Linked DNA regions of Bos taurus: region 2 is linked to region 1. The links are chromatin contacts, called in public Hi-C maps. All regions are on one chromosome and are shown on one strand. Each heading gives the region's core, a stretch centred on a gene start, on an enhancer-like site or on the middle of the called end of the contact. The rest is flanking DNA. Distances are from core to core; before and after follow the strand shown.

Evidence for each region. Hi-C and Micro-C count contacts between places; a contact is called where the count stands out from the background.
Region 2: a contact with region 1 is called in a Hi-C map of liver, with 2.3 times the contacts expected there. The contact joins the enhancer-like site here to the promoter of SMAD3 in region 1. A contact is called at or near these places in 2 of 11 Hi-C or Micro-C datasets (liver and skin fibroblasts).

The regions. Positions count from the first base shown.
Region 1 is chr10:13,893,720-13,897,321 of ARS-UCD2.0, forward strand. SMAD3 (SMAD family member 3) reads left to right here and starts at 2,064. Exons shown (of 9, transcript NM_001205805.1): 1 at 2,064-2,571. The coding sequence starts at 2,366.
Region 2 is chr10:13,938,787-13,941,997 of ARS-UCD2.0, forward strand. The region is part of intron 1 of SMAD3 (SMAD family member 3); the gene reads left to right. Among named protein-coding and RNA genes, the nearest start is that of SMAD3, 45 kb to the left of the region's middle. Within about 2 kb of position 1,590, at least 14 of the 102 cell types and tissues checked have an H3K27ac peak or open chromatin away from gene starts, as enhancers often do. A contact at or near this core is called in liver, where this site is marked.

The sequences.
Region 1 (3,602 bases), core at 814-3,313:
TAGTAGCACAATAGTGCACCTGTGTAAAGAACTTTGGTTTTGCAGAGCTCCATCTGGGATGTCACCTTCTACCTCTGCAACTCTAGAAGGCAGCTAGCTGGGTGCAGTGTGGGCTGAGGCCTCAGAAATCACTGGTTTGTATCCTAACTCTGCAGCTAGAGCTCTCCAGTATTATAATCTCTGGGCCTCAGGTACTTCAGCTGTAAATGGGAGATCAGGGACATCTAGTTCAAGAGTCACTGTGAAGATGAAATCAGAGGGCAGCACTTTCTTCATTCTACCTGGAATGAAGAAAGCCATCAATAAAAGTCTATTGCCTTCCTCCCTTCTCTTTTTCCATGAGAGCCAAAGGAAGGGAATGAAACCAGATTATAGTGGCTGCTGGTTAGTTCCGAGCACCGGCCAGGAGTGGGGAGCAGGTCATTAAGCCCCATTTGGGGTTCAGGGGACTCTCCTTTAAGGTCCAAGCAGGCAGGGAATTAGGAGGGGAGCCCTGGGCTCAGCCCCAGCAGCTGACAGGCTTGCCAGAGCTCTTTCTCTCCTTCCAGGCAGGGACCCCTGCAGCTTCTGGGCTGACTTGTGGATTAGGCCACACCTCACAGGGCTCTGTAACTCCCCACCCGCTAGAGGGTTTGCGGATCACTTCTTTCTCACCAAGGGAGTTTCCTGCTGTTAAAAACAAACAAAGGCTAAGAGGTCTGGTAGGGGAGGGGCTGCAGGAGAAAGGCCCTGGGGGCCTGGGGTAACTGCTGACTACCGCAGAGTGAGCGGTCTGTGGGTAGACGCCCCTGAATTGTGTTGGCGGAGAGAAAAGCCCCAGAGCACCCCCGATATCCTGGTGTTCCTTTGCTTCCCACCGAAGCTAATGTGGAATATATAAGGTCCCCAAAGACTGCCCTTTTGCTCCACTTCTTGCGAGTTCACAGCTTTGAAAACAAAACTCTCTCCTATTTACTGGCTGTTGAATTTCGGATACTTTGTTTCCCATAGGATTCCAGCATCCTGTAATGAAACTTTTCCTCTACAGATAAGTTCTAAGGCTCCCCCATTCATTTCTTCCTGAGCTTAACGAATGACTCTGAGGCCCATTTTCTGCGGGGCACTTGATTCCCAAAGGCCCAAGGGACCCCTGACTCCAGCTATTATCCGGGGAGTCACTGGGGTCCCCAAATCGGCACTTCTGGGAGCCTCTCCCTAATCCCTAATCCCTGGGGCTCTAAACTGGAACGGTCACACTGGTGCGAGAATAAAAACAGCCCCCCGAGTCCCCGGCGCCGCCACGGCCCCTGACTGGGATCCGCGCGCCAGCGTCCTGGTGCGCGCCCCGACTTCCTGGGCCTCAACCTTCCGCGAGTCCTCCCTCGAGCCGGGGTCCTCCCAGGAGCGCACCGCCTGCCTGTGGCCAGCCCGCTCTCGTCCGTTCGTGCGAGTCTAACCCTCGGGCCCGCCACTCCAGCTGAGTTTCCTGAGTGTGGGTTCCGAGAGCGGACGCCACGACCCGAGCCCGGCCCTCCCGCCAGGGGCCCTTCTCGCCGCTCCGTTCCCACGACTTCCTCCCGGCGTCCGCTGGACTTCAGGTCGGGGCCGCGCGGGGTCCTGCGCGCTCCAGCCCTGGCGGCCGCTGTCCCAGGTCGCCCACGTGGGAGTGCTCCGCGTCGGGCGGGGGGAAGGCCAGGAGCCCTCCCGGAGGCGGAGTGGGGGGGCGCGGGCAAGGCGCCCGCAGGAGGAGGCGGCAGGGCGCGGGGGAGGAGGCGGGGAGCCCCAGCGGCAAGGGGGCGGTGACAGCGCTTGGAAAGGAGGCTGCACGCGGATTTGCATGAAACACAGACTGGGAGCGGGCGGGAGTAGGAGCGCGGCGCACGCCCCGGGCCGGCCCAGCTAGCGAGCGAGCTGGGAAGGAGGAGGGCAGCGGGGAGGCGAGGCTGCCGAGGCGGAGGGATCTGCGCATCAAAGCGAGCGAGGCGAGCAAAGTTTGGCTGGGGGTTGGACTTTCCTTCCTGGAGGCGGCACCCAAACAGCCACCCCGTGCGGAAACCCAAACTTTCTTCTGCCACTCCGGTCCCCGCGGCCGCCGCCTCCGCCCCGCGTCCCTGGCCTTCCCGATCCCGCTTCGCTACTGCCTGCCCGCCGCCCCGCCGTCCTTCTCCCCGCCGTGGGAGACGCCCGGGGCGCAGGGCCGCGCGCCGAGCCCCGCCGGCTGCAGCGCCGCGGCCGGGCCCGGAGAACCAGCAAGTTCGCCGAGAGTTGAAGCGAAGTTTGGGCGGCCGCGGCCGGCCCGGGCTGAGCTCCTCGCTGCGCCCCCGGCGTCCCGCCGCGCCCAGCCCCGCCGGGGGCGCTCCTCGCAGCTCGCGCGCCCTCCCCAACCATGTCGTCCATCCTGCCTTTCACTCCCCCGATCGTGAAGCGCCTGCTGGGCTGGAAAAAGGGCGAGCAGAACGGGCAGGAGGAGAAGTGGTGCGAGAAGGCAGTCAAGAGTTTGGTCAAGAAGCTCAAGAAGACGGGGCAGCTGGACGAGCTGGAGAAAGCCATCACCACGCAGAACGTCAACACCAAGTGCATCACCATCCCCAGGTGGGGGCTGGAGGGACCTTGGGGCGCGCCCGCCCAGCCCCATAGCGTGGCGGGGCCGGCCTGGTGGGATTGGAGCAGGAGGGATTGTGTGCGTGTGTGTGTATATACGAGGGGTGGGAACGCAGGCAGGAAGCGGGTGAGGGGGACCCCAAACAAAACCTTTTCTAGAATTGCAAAGATTCAGAGCCTGGGACTTCCACGCGGCACTCGCTCTCCCAGACCCCGCATTGGCTTTTCACCTCCGGGAAAGGGGGTGCTGCAGGATAGGCACCCCCCCACACACCCCGGGGAGCTGCGGGATAGAACTTGAGGCCCGCTTTGTTCGGCTCCGCGGGCCCGAGCCCCTCCTCCGCCGCCGCCTCCCGCCCCCGCGGCCCGCGCTCGGAGAGGTGGTGGTGTCTCTCCCTTTCTTTTCTTCATTCCTGTCCCCCCACTTCTTTCCTTCTCGACAGGAATGCAGTCCGTACAGCTGGGGCTGTGGGTGAGGAGCGGGAGCCTCGTGATTGACAGATTCCTTCTTCGTTCTCTCTTTGCCTTCGGGATTAGCATTTTTATCGAGTATTTTTAGATTCGGTTGTGCCAGTCTCCCGCCCCCTCCGCACACACGCACTTTAGTTGCAGTGCAGTGCTCTGACTTTCAAATGAGAGAGATAAGTGGCGGAGAGTGGGGTCTTCTCCCCCGCCTCCCCCGACTGTTTTTTGCCCTTCTTTCAGTCTGAGATTGCGGGTGGGTGCCGAAAGGAGGGGGGTTTGGAGCCGAGGAGATAACAAAACGCACCCCAAAGTGGGCCTCGCATCGGCCCTCGCATTCCTACGGAGCCCTCCTTCCCAAAGCGCTTTGCCATCTGTCTGGACCTCCTTTATCCTCCACTTCGCGCTAGCTAGGTCTGGCAGGAGCTCACAGATGGCTGATAGAAGGGGTCAGTGACTTCTCTCCACTCCCCACGGCCTTCTCTTAGCTTAGCTGCGCCTGGCTGGAAATTGGGATGTGTTGAGGGGGGAGGTATCCTAGCTTTCTGTGTCTCCCTCTT
Region 2 (3,211 bases), core at 340-2,839, 45 kb after region 1:
GAGAGACCTTTGAAGATCATTGGAATTCCCAGTGATCACTCTTTGCCCATCAAGGCTGAGAATTCTCACTCTGACTTGAGTACTGCATGCCTGCCCCACCCTTCCCCAGGCTATTTCTTGCCTCTTTGCCTCGCCTCATGCCCATGGAATGTCCCAAACCTATTCAGCTAGCTTCCTTCACAATGTAATTCCATCTTGGTCTCCTCCAGGAAGCAGCCTACAGGCGTCCCCTCCTCCTAGCCATTGCTAAGTGTCCTCCGCCTGCCCTCTCACCCCCTCTACCGCCACAGCTGCCGAGCACACCTAAATCTTAGTAGAAAATCATGTTTCTAGGTTTTTATTTTATTTTTAGCCTGAACAGTGAGCCCCCTGAGGGCAAAGGCTCTGTGGGGCTGGTCTCTGGGTCGCCGAGGCTGGCGGGGTGCTGGCATTCGGGTCATTCTGCACATCACTGCTCAGGACTGCAGGGCAGTCTAGCCTTGTGTGAGCTCTGTTCCCTGGACTGCACTGGTTCTAAACTGAGCTTTTGGCCCTTGCTTATGCCTTGTGGCTTATGACTTAATATATTGAAACAGATCATTGTGCTTCTTTTTTTCATTTGAGAAGAAGGAAAAACTGAAAATCTAGAGGTTTCAATGATCTGGAGGTTGAGATAAAAATTATGAAGATCATAGAAGGTATTACTTCTTATGACTATTACATAAAGTCGGACTTGTATGATTGTAGGGTATCCTTTTTGGTAGGTTCCAGCATCTTTTTGGTGATGGTTTTTTCAGCAGTTAGTTTTGATTTGGATGTTTTCGTCAGAGGAGGTGAGCTTGCGCTAAAGGTCCCAAACTTATTTTCCACGGATCGGTCTTTGTCTCACAGACAACCTTTGGGTTCTTCTCGAAGGCAGGGGGATCAGTTCAAATTCACCCTCGAGTCCTCTCAGCCTAACACCATGCCAGGTGGAGAGTAGTCACTTAATAAAGCTTGTCAAATGAAGGCATGGGGTGAATCTGCACATTGGGTTTTTTTTGATGCTTGGTGATTAGAAAATTTTCATGGCTTGCTGGTTTGTGAGACATGATTTCCACTGTAAATTCTTTGTGTGGGGGAATGTTTTTTATGCAGAGTGCTTGCCTGGACTGAAAAATGCTTTATGGTAGCAGTTGTAAAAAATTGAGTCCTTTTGCTCTGATGGAAGCTGGGTGACCCTGTGCAAGTTGCTGGAACCCTCTGGGACTCGTGACCCTCATCTGTAAAATGGGTGGGAGGGGGCAGTGGGCCACGCGGCTTCCAAGAGCTTCCTGCTGCCCTGCTCATGTCATCCTCCCATCCTCCTCTTTGGCACGTGGACACAGACCGTGTCCCCAAGGGTTCGTGCACAGAGCTGGAATTCTCCCTGGCCTCTTTGACTGCTTTCCAGCGGATGGAATGCCTCCTTTCTCAGTAGCGGAGGGAAATGTTATGTGGGGTTAGGAAAGCAAGCCAAGAGCCCTCGAATAATTAAAACACACGCACACAAAGAGGAGCGGGAGGGGGAGAAACACGCCTCATGGACAGGGGATGAGTAAAACCCAATGGACTGAGAAAGCCCCAGTGCTGAACTTCACATGACCCTGCTTGCTGCCTGCTGTTGGGACACCCGCGTGCCCCCTGCGCACGGCTGGCCTTTGATGTCAGTGGCCCCACAGGAAGCAGCGCTGCCATCAGCCTGGCAGAGCATGTGAAGCCTGCCCCCCTACCCCAACCCCCACAGCCCAGTTGCCACCACCCGTGTCTCTAGAAAACAAGCAGCTGCGGCTCCCAGGTTGGTCGGACTGAGATACCCACCCTGTGCTCGCAAAACCAAAACCTCAACCCACTAGTGATGTCCATGTAAGAAAGAGAAGACCAGGAAGGATTTCTGCTTTTTAGTCCTTCTCTGCTGAGACCAGATTTCCTGTAGGAATGATGTTACCCTATGCTTCCTGAACTCTCCCAGTTTACCCATTTATGACTGAACTTGATCATTGCTTGGGTGTATATCTATAAGACCTTGGGGGAATAAGAATAAATAAAGGATTGTCTCTGCCCTTGGACTTAGATTCAGTTAGGGGAGGAGACTTGTAAACATGTAGAGGTCTGTGGGGCCCTAATCAGGTTATATGCAATGTGTATGCAATGGGACATCAAGAGAGTTACCTCCTCTGCTGGAGGAGGGAGGGTCAGCAATGCCCGGCTAGGTGTCCCAGGACCCCAGACCACTGCAGGCTGTGTCGGAGGGTTTGGCTTAAGTGGACAGTGGGTTTGGCCAAACACAATTGCATGTATATATAAACAGTGGTGGAAAACTAAGAGTCTCTTGGGCTGATGGCTTCCTGGGTGACAGTGTTTCCCTTCTGGTATGGTCGTGAAGCTTCAGGGATCTTTCCCTGCTCTTGCAGGAGGGAAAAGGACCACATTTGTTGTTACACATACAGCCCCCCTGCTGACGTGCATTGAGAGTCTGCGGACTAGACCTGTGAGCTCTGTCTGCCCTTGAGCAGCTGCCTTCTAGAGGGGAGGTACACTACAGTTGTGTAGCCTCATTCAATAATTACATAATAGTTAACTCTATAGGAGCCACCTTTTTGTGAAGTACACTTTGTATTTTGGAATAATTGTAGACTTACAGAAAAATTGCAGAGATAACATGGGAGTCCCCATGTACCTGGCACCCAGATTTTCCTGATGCTGACAGCTTACGTTGTCACAGTACTTCTGTCAAAATTAAGAAACCAGCATCAGTGAGTTACTGTTAATACAACTCCTGACTTTATTTAACCAACCTTAAAAAAGAACTTTTAAAAAATTTTATTAGCATATAATTCATATATCATGAAATTTACTCTTTTAAGATATACAATTCATTGGTTTTAGTGGATTAACACTTCTGTAACCATTGTGTGTATGTGTGTGCGCTCAATCACGTCCGACTCTGCGACCCCATGGACTATAGCCCACCAGGCTCCTCTGTCCATGGGATTTGTACAGGCAAGGATATTGGAGCGGGTTGCCAGTTCCTACTCCAGGGGATCTTCCTGATCAGGGATTGAACCCATGTTTCTTGCATCTCTTGCATTGGCAGGCAGATTCTTTACCACTGCGCCACCTGGGATGCCCTCTATAACCATTACTGCTGTCCAATTTCAGAATATATTTATTAACCCTAAGAAAAACTTCATACCCATCTGCAGCTACTGCT